Linked DNA regions of Mus musculus: all the other regions are linked to region 2. Evidence: chromatin contacts called from public HiChIP or PLAC-seq and promoter capture Hi-C data. All regions are on one chromosome and are shown on one strand. The core of a region is the stretch at or near the end of the contact, and the rest is flanking DNA. Distances in the headings are between cores, read along the strand shown.

Region 1 (2,700 bases), core at 178-2,677, 190 kb after region 2:
GGGGCACTTCAGATTCAAACCATAACGACCTCTTTAAGGCCTCCATGTCTTCACCAGGAAAATGGGGGTTCAGATGCAGTCACCTCATTGGAACCAAGCTCAGGGTAACAAACAGCGGCTGTTTGATCGATTTAGAGCGCCTGGGGAGAAGTTGGGTTGTGGGCAGAACGAATCAACTGCTCGTTGCTGACATACCCTGCGCCTCTAATCCAGGACTTGGTGACTTACTTCTTGAACCTGAGGCAGGCGAATGTACAAGAGACCCCACGGTGGGAGCAGGAGTACCGCCTGACGGAGGCCTACCAGGTGCCGGATGCCAGCGTCAGCTCCATGCACACGGCGCTGACCCGCATTGCCAGTGAGCCTCACATCCTGCAACGTTATTACGTCTATAACTCGGTCAGCTACAACCATTTGACCTGTGAGGACAGCTGCCGCATCGAGCACGTTTGTGCTATACAACACGTGGCTTTCAACACTTATGCTACCTGCTTGCATGGTCTTGGTGCCAAGCTGGTGCCTGGTTTCCTGCTCATACTGACTCTGCTGCCAAGCCTGCACGTACTGGAGGTGTTATGACTGTAGGCACTGCCAGCCCACCCACTGACTTGGTTCATCTTTCTCCTGGTAAAATTGGGCAACGTTACCCAATGGAGAGAGATGAACTTTTGCCATCAGTCTCCCCCCGCGGAGAGTAAAGTGGGATGGGACACCTGGATTCACCAGAGAGGGCGCTAAGAAGCACAATTTCTTCCAAGTTTCATGTTTTATCCACAAAACTTGTTTGCGGTACATGTCTTGGTGCATTATTCGCTTTAATACAAACATATCAAACCACCATGAACTTGATCACCACAGTGAAGTGAGCCGACGGGAAGATGGGCCTTGGAGATTCTGTGCTTTCGATGTAGTCCCTGCTCAAGGTCTGAACTGGGAACGTACGTGGTGTGCAAAACCCCTTAGTACTTTTAAATAAAAGACTTTTTTGATTTGGTTTTGCAACAGTGCAACCGTGAGGGATCACAGCTGCGGCCGGTAACTCTAAGGCTCTAGTCTTTCTTAATAGCCACTCTTGTTTCCTTGAGACTCAAAAGCAGAATTCAAGCCGGGGGTGGTGGAATCCCAGCACTTGGGAGGCAGAGGCAGGCGGATTTCTGAGTTCGAGGCCAGCCTGGTCTACAGAGTGAGTTTCAGGACAGCCAGGGCTATTCAGAGAAACCCTGTCTCGCAAAACAAAAACAAAAAACAAACAAAAAAGAAAAACAAAACAAAAAGCAGAATCCAAACCAGTAGAGGCCTAGCTCTGCACAGGGCAGGCTGGGGGCGGGGTCTGGGCGGTGGGGCCAGTGTAGGGGCGGGGCCGCGGGCTCGCTCCACCCCGGACGGGGCGAGATGGGGAAGTTCCGCCCAGCAGCCCAGCCTCCCGGACGACTGCCCCGCCCCCTTCCTGCCGGACTAGCGGGGCGGGAGGGCAGGTCCGCGGTTGTGTGGTTGCTTGGAGAGGATCATGCCTCTGTCCGTGCACCACCATGTGGCCTTAGACGTGGTCGTAGGCCTGGTGAGTATCTTGTCTTTCCTGCTGGATCTGGTCGCTGACCTGTGGGCCGTTGTCCAGTACGTGCTCCTTGGCCGTTATCTGTGGGCCGCGCTGGTACTGGTCCTGCTGGGCCAAGCTTCGGTGCTGCTGCAGCTCTTCAGCTGGCTCTGGCTGACAGCTGATCCCACCGAGCTGCACCATTCGCAGCTCTCGCGTCCTTTCCTGGCTCTGCTGCACCTGCTGCAGCTCGGCTACCTGTATAGGTGAGTGCCCGGCCCTTTGAAAAAGTGGGTTGACAGCCATCAGAACCAGTTCAGTCTTCTTTCCTTGGGCGGAGATGAAAACACAGGGCCAGGAACAGAGGAAGGGAACATCAGGGTCTTGGAGTCAGAGATGCCCCTCACCTTTCTTGTTCATTTCTGTCTTCTGCGAACGTTTGCTTCCCCGTCAAGGACTGAAGAGGGTCCGGCTTGACTCATCCGTGTCCCCGGAGTCAGCCAGGAGTAGACATAGACTGGTTCTTGGAAAATATATGTGGATGGTGTGTGCTTTTCTCAACTGGGAAGGACCCAGGGTCAGTCTAAAGTGAGGACAGTGAGACAGACAATCCCTGGCGCAAGTGCTGGCCTGAGAACTTTTTCTTCCCCGCCTCTCCCCCGCCCCCAAACTGTGACTAGTCCCTTGGGTTGTTAGATAGGAGAAAGCGAAATCAAGGGCTCAGAATCTTGTGATGAAGGCAGGGCTTCATGGTGTGGGTGAGGCTGGGCTAGGGTGGCCGGATCCGGAATCTTGTGGAAGTCTCAGATCTTGGGAAAGCTGTATATAGTCTCCAGCTTGCGGGGAGGGACCTCTTGAATGTTTGCATTTTGCCTGAACAATTGTATCATCTTGAGTACAGCTCAGATGACTGCGAAGGAGAGTTATTACAGGCAGGCCCCAAGAGAAGAAGGTGTTGGATCCCTTGGAGTTACAGGCGAGGCACCTCATGTGGTGCTGGGAGCCAAACTCTGGTCCTCCACAAGAGCAGTGGATGCGATTAACAGCTAAGCCCTCTCTCAGGCCCCTCCTGTTTACTTCTTAATTCCATCTCCCATCTCTGAAATGGGGCTCTTGTGAGTAGGTAGGACAGGGTTGTGATGCGCCTGGGATCGTACCTGACCAGC
Region 2 (2,700 bases), core at 95-2,594:
AAAAAGATTTATTTATTTATTTTATGTATAGGGGTACACTGTAGCTGAACAGATGGTTCTGAGCCTTCATGTGGTTGCTGGGAATTGAACTCAGGACCTCTGCTGGCTCCAGCCTTGCTGGCTCCAGCCCCAAGATTTATTTATTATTATATGTAAGTACACTGTTGCTATCTTCAGACACACACTAGAAGAGGGCATCAGACCCCATTACAGATGGTTATGAGCCACCATGTGGTTGCTGGGAATTGAACTTAGGACCCTTGGAAGACAGTCAGCGCTGAGCCATCTCTCCAGCCCCACAAACACATTTACAAGTAAAAATAACTTTTAAAAAAGGTTTATTGTATGAATGATCATCGATATTTTCTATTCCTTTCTTTCCTCTCACTTCCTATGCCCTACCTCTTTTTCTTTCTCCAGTGCTAGAGATCAAACCAATCCCTAAGTCTCACACACACTAGAACGGACAGATCAATTAGCTCCATATTAAGTGAGGGGGACACAGAGACACACACACAAACTAAAATGTATTAAAGGTTTTGGGTCATGTACAGATGGCCTCCATACACACACAGCCAACCGATCTCAAGAGTATCATGGCCACCGTGTTCCTATTGCCTTTAATTCTAGCTTCAGGTCTCTACTGTTTTACCATTTTACAACTGCCCATCTTTTGTAAGTGCACGTGAGTGCAGGTGCCTGCTGAGTTAAGAGGCATCAGGGATAGCCCTGCAGCTGGAGTTACAGGCGATCTGAGCCTCCAGATGTGGGTGCTGGGAACCAAACTTTGCAAAAGCAGCATTCGGAGCCTTCTCTCCAGCCCATAGAGGACACTCATTTAATATCCTGCTTTTCCCCTCCGCCTGCTCCAAAGATAGACTTTCCTCCTTGGTTGCCAGTGGGTTTAAACTCCGGATGGTCTCGTAGTTCGAATCCGACGTTGCCCGACTGTCACCCCAATCCCACACTCCTTCGGCTAGCGGGAAGCTCCACGGCAACCCAAAACATCACAACTTCATCGAGTATCGCGAGAAGCTCCAATGCTCCCGCAGCCCCCGGAGAGGCGGAGCGAGGGCGGAGCCTCAGCGGGCAGGTGGGCGGAGCCCGAGGGCTTCCGCTATCCTACTCGGAAGACGCTCTTTTCAGGCGGCGCCCCCGCGTGACTGCGCTTTACATAATCGCGGCCCCGAGCGTCACAGTGGCGTAGTCCAACCCGGACCGAATCAGAGCCGTCGGGAACTCCACGTTCCGCCCCCTCCCGCGTGATCGACGTCCACGCGAGCCAGCGAACGGCCTCTGAGCACCGGAGAGCCCGCCCCTGCGCCCGCGGCCCGCCCTCGCCCGCCCGCCCTCCGCAGCCCGCGGCCCGGCCGCCGCCGCCAGGTTGTGCCTGAGACTGTCAGATAAAGCGGCGGGCCGGCGGGAGGGGCGGCGGCGATCACGGCCCGGGCCGGACATGGCGGCGCTGTACGCCTGCACCAAGTGCCACCAGCGCTTCCCCTTCGAGGCGCTGTCTCAGGGGCAGCAGCTGTGCAAGGTGCGCGGGCTGGGGCGGCGGCCGGGAGCTGGGGACGCTCCAGGCGCGGTTCGGAACTCTCGGTCCAGCGAGGACGGCTGCCGGGGTCCCCTCGGGCAGGGTGTGGCCGGCCCGTTTTGCGGACGAGCTGAGCCGGGCCCGCAGAGGACTGCAGGGTACTTGTGGGAGCCCCGGGCGGAGTCCAGGCCCTGGCAGCCGGCGTGTCCTGGTGCTTAGCAACGGCTGGGGTTTCTTCTCCGACCTGGTGAGGTCGCGGGAGGGGACAGCTCCCCTGTTTGTCCCCGACTGGCCCCCCGGGAAGATTTCCTTGGACCGCCTTCTCTTCTGATGTGGTCGTCTTGAGTGTAGAATGACGGTCCAGAGATTTCCCTTGTCCTGGATGAGATTGAACCCCGGAATCAGGTGCTGCTTGTGAGGAGTGTTTTGAACTCTGGACACTTCGTGGGCACTTTACAGCCGATCTCAAAGTTAGAGGTGGCAAGGCTTTATTAGGGAAAATGAAAAAAGTACCCCAACAGTGTCTTGGAACACACACGAACAGGGTGACTTTTTAGCATCTAATTGGTAGCCTTCCTCCTCATCCTAAGCATTTTTTAACCCCTGAAATGCCAGCGTTTTTATATATAACTTCCTCCCACCTCGTCGGTTCAAGAGAGCAACAGTTAAGTCGGCAAGCTCGTGCAGAGTTGCCGTTGACAGATCCTCAGATATTTCAGATACAGAATGTGTGTCTGTGTCCGTCCGCTGTGTGTAGTTCACCTCCCCGCGTCCCCCCAAAAAGATGCCCACATACTTTCCTTAAGCCACTTGGGTTTACTGAGTCCGAAAGATAGTGTTTGAAGGCCCCCTTGGACATAAAAACTTTGATCTAAACATTTTTCTTGTTTGTTTCCGAGGCAGGGTCATATAACTTGTAGCTCTGGCTGTCTTTGAACTCTCAGAGATCTATCTGACTGCCTCTGTCTTCCAAACGCTGGGATTAAAGTCGTGTACTGTTGCTCAGTCTAAGGCTGTATGATTCTTTGTTGTTATTTTTGTTTTTTGTTTTTCCAAGACAGGGTTTCTCTGTATAGCCCTGGCTGTCCTGAAACTCACTTTGTAGACCAGGCAGGCCTCGAACTCAGAAAATCCTGAACTCGGCCTCCTGAGTGCTGGGATTAAAG
Region 3 (2,810 bases), core at 293-2,792, 180 kb before region 2:
AGAAGAGGGCGTCAGATCTCATTACAGATGGTTGTGAGCCACCATGTGGTTGGTGGGAATTGAACTCAGGACCTTCGGAAGAGCAGTCAGTGCTCTTAACCACTGAGCCATCTCTCCAGCCCCAGTCATTGCTCTTAACTGCTGAGCCAGCTCTCCGGCCTCACAAGCTGAGCTGGAAAAATTAAATAAGATCAGTGGGGAGGGGGACTGAAGAGACGGCTCAGTGTTTACACATGGAGTGCTCTTCCACAGGACCAGGGTTCAACTCCCAGCACCCAACGGTGGCTCATATCTGTCTGGAACTCCAGTTCCAGGGGATCTGAGACCTTCACATAGACATACTTGGACGTAAGACCAATGCACACAAAATAAAAATAAATTAAAAAAAAAATTTAAGATCATGACTGGACTGGAGAGACGGCTCAGCAGTTAAGAGTACCGACTGCTCTTCCAGAGGTCCTGAGTTCAATTCCCAGCAACCACATGGTGGCTCACAACCATCTGTAATGGGATCTGATGCCCTCTTCTGGTGTGTCTGCAGACAGCTACGGTGTAGAAGAAGAAGAAGAAGAAGAAGAAGAAGAAGAAGAAGAAGAAGAAGAAGAAGAAGAAGAAGAAGAAGAAGAAGAAGAAGAAGAAGAAGAAGAAGAAGAAGAAGAAGAAGAAGAAGAAGAAGAAGAAGGAGAAGAAGAAGGAGAAGCAGCAGCAGCAGCAGCAGCAGCAGCAGCAGCAGCAGCAGCAGCACACGACAGACAGGGAAGCACTGAAGCAGCTGCTGAGACCCAGATCTCCTCTAGTCAGGGCACAGAACTGCAATTTGTTGTATGAGGGCTGAGAGGAGAAACAGGAGGATCAGGAAGGCTTCCTGGGGGAGAGGGCATCCGTATCCGGCCTTTAAGGATAAGTGGAGGGGGCCGTTCTGGGAGGAATGTACAACCTAGCCTAAGGCCCAGAGACAAAGAAAATGACCTGTTTGGGTGTGGCGGACTGAAGCTGGCTGGGAGGAGCGAGTGGAATGGCAGTGGGCTGAAGGGCCTTTGGAGTGTTTCAAGGGCCGTGTTACCAAGCTCATACTTTGAAGGATTGTGGATGCAGAGTAGAATTCTGCCAGTTTTAGAAAGCCAATGCTAACTGCGGCAGGGAGAGTGAACCGGAAGGGCGAGGCTGAAGGGTATGCTGGGGAGAAGATGTGAGCATACTCCGGGTGGGAGCACACCCCCCACCCCCACCCCCCAACGCCAACCTCTGGTTCAGCTCTGACCCTTCCTACTTCCTGCCTTCCCAAGTGTGGACTTGTTCCTCTGCCTGGAACATCGACCTCCCCCCCCCCCGCCCCAATACTTGGCTACTTCCTTGTCCTTCAGGTCCCCACTGAGCAGCTGGTCCTCCTGGAATGCGGCTAGACACCCCCCCCCCCATCTAGGTTAGCCACGCCCCCCACCCACTCCTACCGATTTGTAGCCTTTCTGACTGGATGGACTCTGGCCTTTTGTTGTATCCACAAAACCGGCTGTGGCTCAGTGCCTGGCACTCAGGGTACCTGATCTATGATTCAAGAAATGATTGGTCGAGCCTGTTGGAGACAGGTGTGGTGAGGTCTGCAGTGGCTGCAGGGGAGAGGCGAGCCAGCGCTGGGGAGAAGGGCGAGGGGATGATAACTCAGGTTTGGTTGTTTTCCCTCCTCGCTTGGATAAGCCCTGGCCTTAACCAAGATAGCAAGTGTGAAGGAGGGGTTGGCAGGCGGGAGAGGAAGCCGAGGAGGCCAAAAGGGCCTGGCACACACTCTCTTGAATGTCTCTCTCTGCCCACTGGTGGGACCATATTAGGATCTGTCGTTCAAAATGTCCTCAGCCTTATGGGAGCAGCCGATTGGTAGCACGCTTCCCTAACCTGTTGAAGCCCTGGGTTTGATCCCCAGCACCACGTAAGCTGAGCATGGTGGTGTACACCAGTAATGCCAGCACTCAGAAGATGGAGGTAGGAGGATCAGAAGTTCAAGGCTAGCCCCAGCTACATATATAATTAAAGCCAAACGGGTTCCATAGCTCTAGAGGTGAGTGCCATACTGTGTTCTTCCAGAGTACTTGAGTTCGGTTCCTATATCATCTCACAAGGGAATGTCACGTCAGCTCCAGGGGATCTGACACCATTTTCTGGTCTCCTTGGGCACCTGCACGTATGTGATATACATCTACACACATACACACACACACACACACACACAAATTAATAAATCTAACAACAACAACTAACTTGCCAAGCCAGACGTGGTAGCACAGGCCTTTACTCCTGGCACTGAGGAGGCAGAGACAGGTGGATCATACACCTTTAAGTTCCAGTATCTGGGAGGCAGAGGCAGGGCAGATGTTTATAAGTTTGAGGCAATCCTGGTCCATGTAGGCAGCACCAGGCCTGCTAGGAATACATAATGAGAGCATGCCTAAATAAATAAACAATGGGGGCTGCAGAGATGGCTCAGCATGTAAGAGCACTGAGTGCTCTTGGGATGGACCCCGTTCAGCTCCCAGCACTCATTTTGGGCAGCTCACAACTCCCTTAACTCCTGCTCCGAGGCATCTGATACCCCTCTCCTCTGGTGTCTGTGGGCACACAAACTCATACAGGCACACACACACACACATAGATAAATAATTTAAAGGTGGGATGTGGGGAGATGGTTCAATTGACAAAATGCTTGCCACACAAGGAGCAAAATGAGTCTATAATCTCGAGAAAAATGAAGATGGGAGGCACCCCGGGACTTGAACTGGTAAACTCCAGGCTCAGTGAGCAACCAACCCTGTGCCAAA
Region 4 (2,700 bases), core at 72-2,571, 230 kb after region 2:
GGCCTCTTGTGGGTGGGACCATCTCTGGGCTGGTAGTCTTGGTTCTATAAGAGAGCAGGCTGAGCAAGCCAGTAAAGAACATCCCTCCATGGCCTCTGTATCAGCTCCTGCTTCCTGACCTGTTTGAGTTCCAGTCCTGACTTCCTTTGGTGATAAACAGCAGCATGGAAGTGTAAGCCGAATAAACCCTTTCCTCCCCAACTTGCATCTTGGTCATGATGTTTGTGCAGGAATAGAAACCCTGACTAAGACACCTGCTTCAGGAGTAAGTTATAATGTGAAAAACTAAAGACACTATCCTTCGAAGATCAAAACAAGGGCTGTGAAAGGAGAGATCCTATATGGGGCTGCACGGCATACAGCTGGGAACGTAAGAGAAACACTGGGCCACTGTGAACGCACATGAACTCAGCTCAGGAGTCAGGCAGGAGGATGAATGTAAGTTGAGAGCAGCCTGGTCTGTGGCGTATCCCAGGAAGCCAGGAGTACAGAGTGAGGTCCTGCTTCAAAAAAAAAAAAAAAAAAAAACTCTCCCACCCAAAACAGAACAGCCCCCTATGAGCCCCAAGGTACGTGTGGACTTAAAGAATAAACACAGCACCAGAGAGACAGTGAGGCACAGGAAGTCAAGGAGGACATTAACTGTAGCCAGAAATCACAGCCCATGGAGACAACAGCAGTCAAAGAAGTTGCTGTAGACAAAGTCTGAGCGTGTTAAAAGCAAAACAAACTCTAAAACACTGAAGACTTGATAGTGATCTTTAAGCACACATATAACAGTGATCAAATAAATCACAGCGGGCATGGTGATAGTGGTGTACACCTTTAACCCTAGAAATTGGGAGACAGAGGCATGAAAACCTCTCTGAGTTCAAAGTCAGCCTGGTCTACAAAGCAAGTTCCAGGACTGCCAGGACTACACAAAGAAATCCTCTTTCAAAAAACATGGAAAGAAAAACAAACCAAACTACAAACAATAGTAAGCAGGTGAGTGGAGGTAGTATTTACTCATGCCACAATAGTTCTGAGTTCCTTCTGAGTGAGTGCCAGGGAGGTGTTAGGCTCTGGGAATATAAAACTGATCAAAAATAGAAAAATAAATCCTGGTCCTTTTTGGAGTGCACACACTAGTGAGAGCATTGGGGAAGGCTGGGGTTAACAGATAATGCCTCAGACAGAACCATACTCCTGGGAGGATTAGCAAGGAACAGAGAAACAGGAGAGCAGCCAGAGTTCTGAGGGCATCCAGCAACAGGGCTCAAGAGTCTACACCATTCCTAGTCGTTCCCCTGATGGGCAAGCTGACCATGGAAAGAAGAGAGGAAGTGAAAGTTGGGTGAATCATCTCAAGGAAGATGAACAAAGGGGCACAGTACCTGGTTTGAGATGCTGGCCACAGCTGCTGCTGGAATATTGGCAATTGCAGATGAAGTGGGTATCAGGCTGGCATTTGTGCTTGAAGCTACAGGATTGAGAGGATTAAGAGATATTAAATGTAATTAGATGTAAACGGCTTAAAGATATGGAAAACAACCCGTTTTAACTGAACATATTGGCAAGGAGACAAAGAATACTGGGTAAAGAGGCAAATGCTGGAAGCTGGAGAGATGGCTCAGTTGTTAAAGAGTACTGGCTGCTCTTCCAGAAAACCTGGGTTCAAGTTCTAGCACCCATATGATGACTCAAAACTGCATGTAACTCCAGGCCCTCCTTCTGGCCTCTGTGGTACCAGGCATACATATGATACACAGACATAGAAGAAACAAAACACCATATACATAAAATCCATTAACAACTTTTTAAAAAAGCAAACACTTGTTTTGCATGCAATACCACAGTGGGGCTTGATTACAAACAAAACCCTGGAGGATTTGCTTCAATTTGAGTCTATGGGAAGTCCTAGACGGATGCATCACAGCTCACACTGACGCACCACACCAGTGAAGTCAGCACTAAGTCAAATCATCCTAGTCTTTTCTAGAAGCTGAAGAATGACTCCCCTGCACGTGACGTGACAGTCTGTAGAGCTCTGGTGAGTCCGATGTTGTGGTATTGTTTATGGCCATTTGCCCCGAATTATGTCTCTGCTGAGGGACATACTTACATTGAGAAATAAAGCTAACTCCCCCACCTCTAAAATGCTTACAACGGCTATATTCAAATAATGGGTTATTAGTGTGGGTCAGAAAGCACTATGAGGACCAGCAGGATGGCTTAGCAGGTAATGCTGCCTGGTGCTAACCTGAGAACCTGAGGCAGAGAGGCCTGGGGTCCACATAGTGGAAGGAGAGCTCTGACTTCGAGCTGTCCTCTGACCTTCACACGTGTATTGCGGTGTTCGTACACACACACACAAATGTAATAAAAAATTTTAACACCACTATGATTTGTTATTTAGAAACTTTATCAATAAACCCTCAAAGACTCAGAAGATTAAAAAATCTCATCTGGTCAGGTAAAAATGTATTCTATCAAATAACTACTTAGAATGTCTTTAAATTTTACATATTTTTGTAAAAACAGAATCTATCAGGTTCTAAGCTCAAACTTCAGTGATTAGGAAATAGCACATGGCTTTGCTCAGGTGACAGGGTAGTAGTCAGTGTTGCCAGGCATCAGTTCTGAACTCTTCTCTCTCACGACAAGCAGGGAAACACGGTTCCTGCTGCAGCCACCCACCAGAAGGACCAAATTGAGCAG
Region 5 (2,700 bases), core at 98-2,597, 150 kb before region 2:
CTCACTGCTGAAATCTCTCATTTGTTAGGCTCCATTTCCAGCCTCAAGGAAGTTCCTGCTGTCTACCCTCCCTCCTCATGTAGCTCACAAGGGCTGGTGTGGAGGATCCGCCTTCTTGCTGGAGAACCCAGCCTCCCCTAGACAGGGTCCTCATGTAGGGTTGAAACAAGCGCATTAGGTTCGTGGTCCATGGTGTCTTGGGCATGGTTTACTGGCCAGTGCAGAGTGGGCTGCTAGTTCACGTGGACTGGACACAGACTGCATCTACTTCTCCAGCACAGGCATCGTGGAACCAAAGATGGACAGACAGTGACGAACCAGACAGAGCTATCCAGGGAAAACCATAACATACTATAAAGTTATAAGGAACGTTCTCAGAGGCTTGGATTTTGGGGAGAAGACTGTGCAAACTGTATAGACGGGGATCTAGCTGACCCAGTAACTACTGAAGGTGCCTAGGAGTGGGGCCGACCTTCTCTCTACACCCCTACCTCTTCCCAGGAGGACTTGATCTAGTGGCTAACATAAAAGCACTGCGATTACCCTGTCTACCATCCATATCCCCAGGTCTGGGGGTGGAATCCAGGGCCTTGTGTGTACACAATAGGCAAACACTCCAACAATCACCTATATCTCCAGGCCCAAGAAGAATTTCAAGGTTTCCAAATGCTTGAGGCCCATACCAGAACACAAGGCTCTTGTCATAGGGCAGCAGGCAACAGATGCAGGAGGGCTATCTTTGGTCAAGCAAAGGTCAGGGACAAGGGTTGGAGATGTGTGACTCACACTGCTTGAATTAGGGACCCAGAATCCAGACCGTGGGAAGGTATTCATCCACCCATCTACCAGCCACTGCCGAGGTGCTTGCTTGTGGGCCAGGCCAGGGCTAAGGGCTTTACATGTCAATCCCCTTCATTCTTACAAGAGATAGAGATGCTGTGAATCACCAGGTTATGTGAGTCACCAGATCACCTAGTTGCTAAGGGCTGGAACCAAGTGCACAGAGCGGCCTGTGTGTAGCCACAGACACGTACTCCTAGCCACTGCCTGCCAGTTTTAGAGGTCTGCTTTTACCAGGAATGTGGGGTGCAGAGAGAGGAGCAGCAGCAGAAGGTATGTTCATAGAGAGATGGTATTTCCAAGAAGCGGGGGCCTGAAACAAGAAGGCCTAGCCTAAATATGGCTCCAGGGAAAGCAGACAGTAGAACTGGAGGGTGACCTCAGAAGGAGGAGAAAACCTGGTGCCTGGAGGAAGCAGGGCAAGACCGGCTGAGGCCTGACATGAGGCCTCTTGCTCAGAGCCAGAGGCAAGATCAAGTGACCTCTTAAGGATTCAAAACTCAGAGAGACAAAGCCCAGAACAGCCAGGCCTGGGCATGCCTGCTGACCCTGGCTGGCTGGTGGTCTTGGAAACTGCCTCCTGTTCCGGTCCAGCCCCAGCTGGTGTAACCTGGGAGGACCTGTGACATTTCTCTTGGCCTCCCTTCTACAGCCAAGAGCTAATAGGGAGGAGAGAAGGATTAGAGATTCCTGAATGTATCTGGTCCCTTTCCACCATCTCATCTCTACTCCTGGGGTCTGCTGCAGTTGGTATTTGGTTTAAGGGCCCCAGTATGGAGCTAGTCTGTCTGGGTCTGCTTTTCATTTAGGGGACCTAAGAATATGCCTGTATGAGCTGAAGGTCCCCTCCACTCCTTTTCACCCCTTTTCACCTATTTCCAACTGTCCTGTCAGCTACAGTACTCAGCAGAGGCAGGACACACATTCCCAGCTCTCCCTGGGACGGAGCTTGCTCTTGACCTCAGTTCCCACTGCCTGCGGTGCCCTCCCCTGGCTCCATAATCTCGCCTTTTCTTCAAGCTCAGCTTCTTACCACAAACCCACAAAATTCATTTAAAACATTAGACCTTCTGGACCCAGTGGTCAGTGCCTGGAACACCAGCGCTCAGTAGGCTGAGGCAGGAGGAAGCAAGTTCCAGGTCAGCCAGGGCTAAGATACAAAACAACTTCTGATCCCAAAGAACCATGGGGTTCGCCTTATGGGAGCCTCCATTTTGCTTGCACACAGGGAGCTGGGGATGTGGGTGAAGAACAGGCCTGTGGCAGCTCTGAAGGGCAGAGATGGCTCCATGTTTTACAAACTATGGATCCCTGGGCAGAGTTCAGGTGTCCCTGTATCCTTAACTCTCCAATGAAAGCCTAGAACATCCTCTCTGCCCAGGATGGTGTGAGGAGTCCTGGGGCAGTGTTACATACGAGGACAACACACATGTGTACAGAAGGATTTCTCAGCCCAACACCTAGTGCCTGGGGTGCAATCCTTGCTCCTTCCCACCTTTGGGGACATGCCATCCCCTACCAGGTGTCTCCAGGTTCCCGTGTGCCTGTTTTAACTTCCTGGGCCGGTGCTGAACTGCTGACAGGAGCCCTGTCTACTCTGTCTCCCCAGATCCTGCCACAGAATGGGCTCCAAGGAGCAGAGGATGAGTAGATGAGCCGGAGCGCCGCTACCCAGTGCCTATTAAAGCTGCTCGCTGCCCTGTCGGTGAGTGAGCGTTGTCACTGTCTTCTCTGCTTAAGCCTGCTGCTGACAGCGTGGCTCCCTCTACCAATTCTCCCTCCCTGCCACTCTACTCTCTGCATCCTCCAACCTTTCTCTCTCACAGGATTTTAACTAGTCCTTGGCACCAGAGGGTGGTT

What was found. HiChIP or PLAC-seq counts read pairs in DNA pulled down with a chosen protein or histone mark. Capture Hi-C pulls out chosen DNA fragments and counts their contacts.
Region 1: a contact with region 2 is called in a promoter capture Hi-C map of adipose tissue. The contact joins the promoter of Xkr8 here to the promoter of Fam76a in region 2. A contact is called at or near these places in 7 of 39 promoter capture datasets (the 3T3-L1 cell line, cranial neural crest, hippocampal neurons and 3 more), 7 of 484 Hi-C or Micro-C datasets (the G1E-ER4 cell line, cranial neural crest, embryonic stem cells and 3 more), 16 of 115 datasets of contacts at active chromatin or transcription factors (CD8 T cells, the SCID.adh cell line, effector CD8 T cells and 9 more) and 4 of 9 other capture datasets (adipose tissue, embryonic stem cells, liver and 1 more).
Region 3: an H3K4me3 HiChIP or PLAC-seq map of embryonic stem cells shows a contact between it and region 2, with 17 read pairs. The contact joins the enhancer-like site here to the promoter of Fam76a in region 2. A contact is called at or near these places in 5 of 484 Hi-C or Micro-C datasets (CD8 T cells, bone marrow-derived DN2 thymocytes, cerebral cortex and 2 more), 5 of 115 datasets of contacts at active chromatin or transcription factors (bone marrow-derived macrophages, embryonic stem cells and microglia) and 2 of 9 other capture datasets (adipose tissue and liver).
Region 4: a contact with region 2 is called in an H3K4me3 HiChIP or PLAC-seq map of bone marrow-derived macrophages, with 2.0 times the contacts expected there. The contact joins the enhancer-like site here to the promoter of Fam76a in region 2. A contact is called at or near these places in 3 of 39 promoter capture datasets (the HPC-7 cell line, embryonic stem cells and hippocampal neurons), 1 of 15 datasets of contacts at CTCF or cohesin (large pre-B cells), 8 of 484 Hi-C or Micro-C datasets (B cells, the G1E-ER4 cell line, bone marrow-derived macrophages and 3 more), 8 of 115 datasets of contacts at active chromatin or transcription factors (the 230-238 cell line, the NIH/3T3 cell line, the SCID.adh cell line and 2 more) and 2 of 9 other capture datasets (adipose tissue and pancreatic islet).
Region 5: a contact with region 2 is called in an H3K27ac HiChIP or PLAC-seq map of embryonic stem cells, with 6 read pairs. The contact joins the enhancer-like site here to the promoter of Fam76a in region 2. A contact is called at or near these places in 1 of 39 promoter capture datasets (liver), 7 of 484 Hi-C or Micro-C datasets (Th1 cells, cerebral cortex, embryonic stem cells and 3 more), 1 of 115 datasets of contacts at active chromatin or transcription factors (embryonic stem cells) and 3 of 9 other capture datasets (adipose tissue, liver and pancreatic islet).

The regions. Positions count from the first base shown.
Region 1 is chr4:132,731,273-132,733,972 of GRCm38.p6, reverse strand. It overlaps Xkr8 (X-linked Kx blood group related 8), which reads left to right and starts at 1,427. Exons shown (of 3, transcript NM_201368.1): 1 at 1,427-1,800. The coding sequence starts at 1,508. Smpdl3b (sphingomyelin phosphodiesterase, acid-like 3B) reads left to right here. Exons shown (of 8, transcript NM_133888.2): 8 at 214-1,007. The coding sequence ends at 579.
Region 2 is chr4:132,921,195-132,923,894 of GRCm38.p6, reverse strand. It overlaps Fam76a (family with sequence similarity 76, member A), which reads left to right and starts at 1,344. Exons shown (of 9, transcript NM_145553.2): 1 at 1,344-1,537. The coding sequence starts at 1,457.
Region 3 is chr4:133,102,588-133,105,397 of GRCm38.p6, reverse strand. No RefSeq gene overlaps it. Among named protein-coding and RNA genes, the nearest start is that of n-TGgcc1, 11 kb to the left of the region's middle. Within about 2 kb of position 1,542, at least 69 of the 459 cell types and tissues checked have an H3K27ac peak or open chromatin away from gene starts, as enhancers often do. A contact at or near this core is called in adipose tissue, embryonic stem cells and liver, where this site is marked.
Region 4 is chr4:132,688,467-132,691,166 of GRCm38.p6, reverse strand. Eya3 (EYA transcriptional coactivator and phosphatase 3) reads right to left here. Exons shown (of 17, transcript NM_210071.2): 7 at 1,377-1,462. Among named protein-coding and RNA genes, the nearest start is that of Xkr8, 43 kb to the left of the region's middle. Within about 2 kb of position 1,321, at least 3 of the 459 cell types and tissues checked have an H3K27ac peak or open chromatin away from gene starts, as enhancers often do. A contact at or near this core is called in bone marrow-derived macrophages, where this site is marked.
Region 5 is chr4:133,069,203-133,071,902 of GRCm38.p6, reverse strand. All of the region lies in intron 6 of Ahdc1 (AT hook, DNA binding motif, containing 1), which reads right to left. Among named protein-coding and RNA genes, the nearest start is that of Gm26615, 13 kb to the left of the region's middle. Within about 2 kb of position 1,347, at least 54 of the 459 cell types and tissues checked have an H3K27ac peak or open chromatin away from gene starts, as enhancers often do. A contact at or near this core is called in embryonic stem cells, where this site is marked.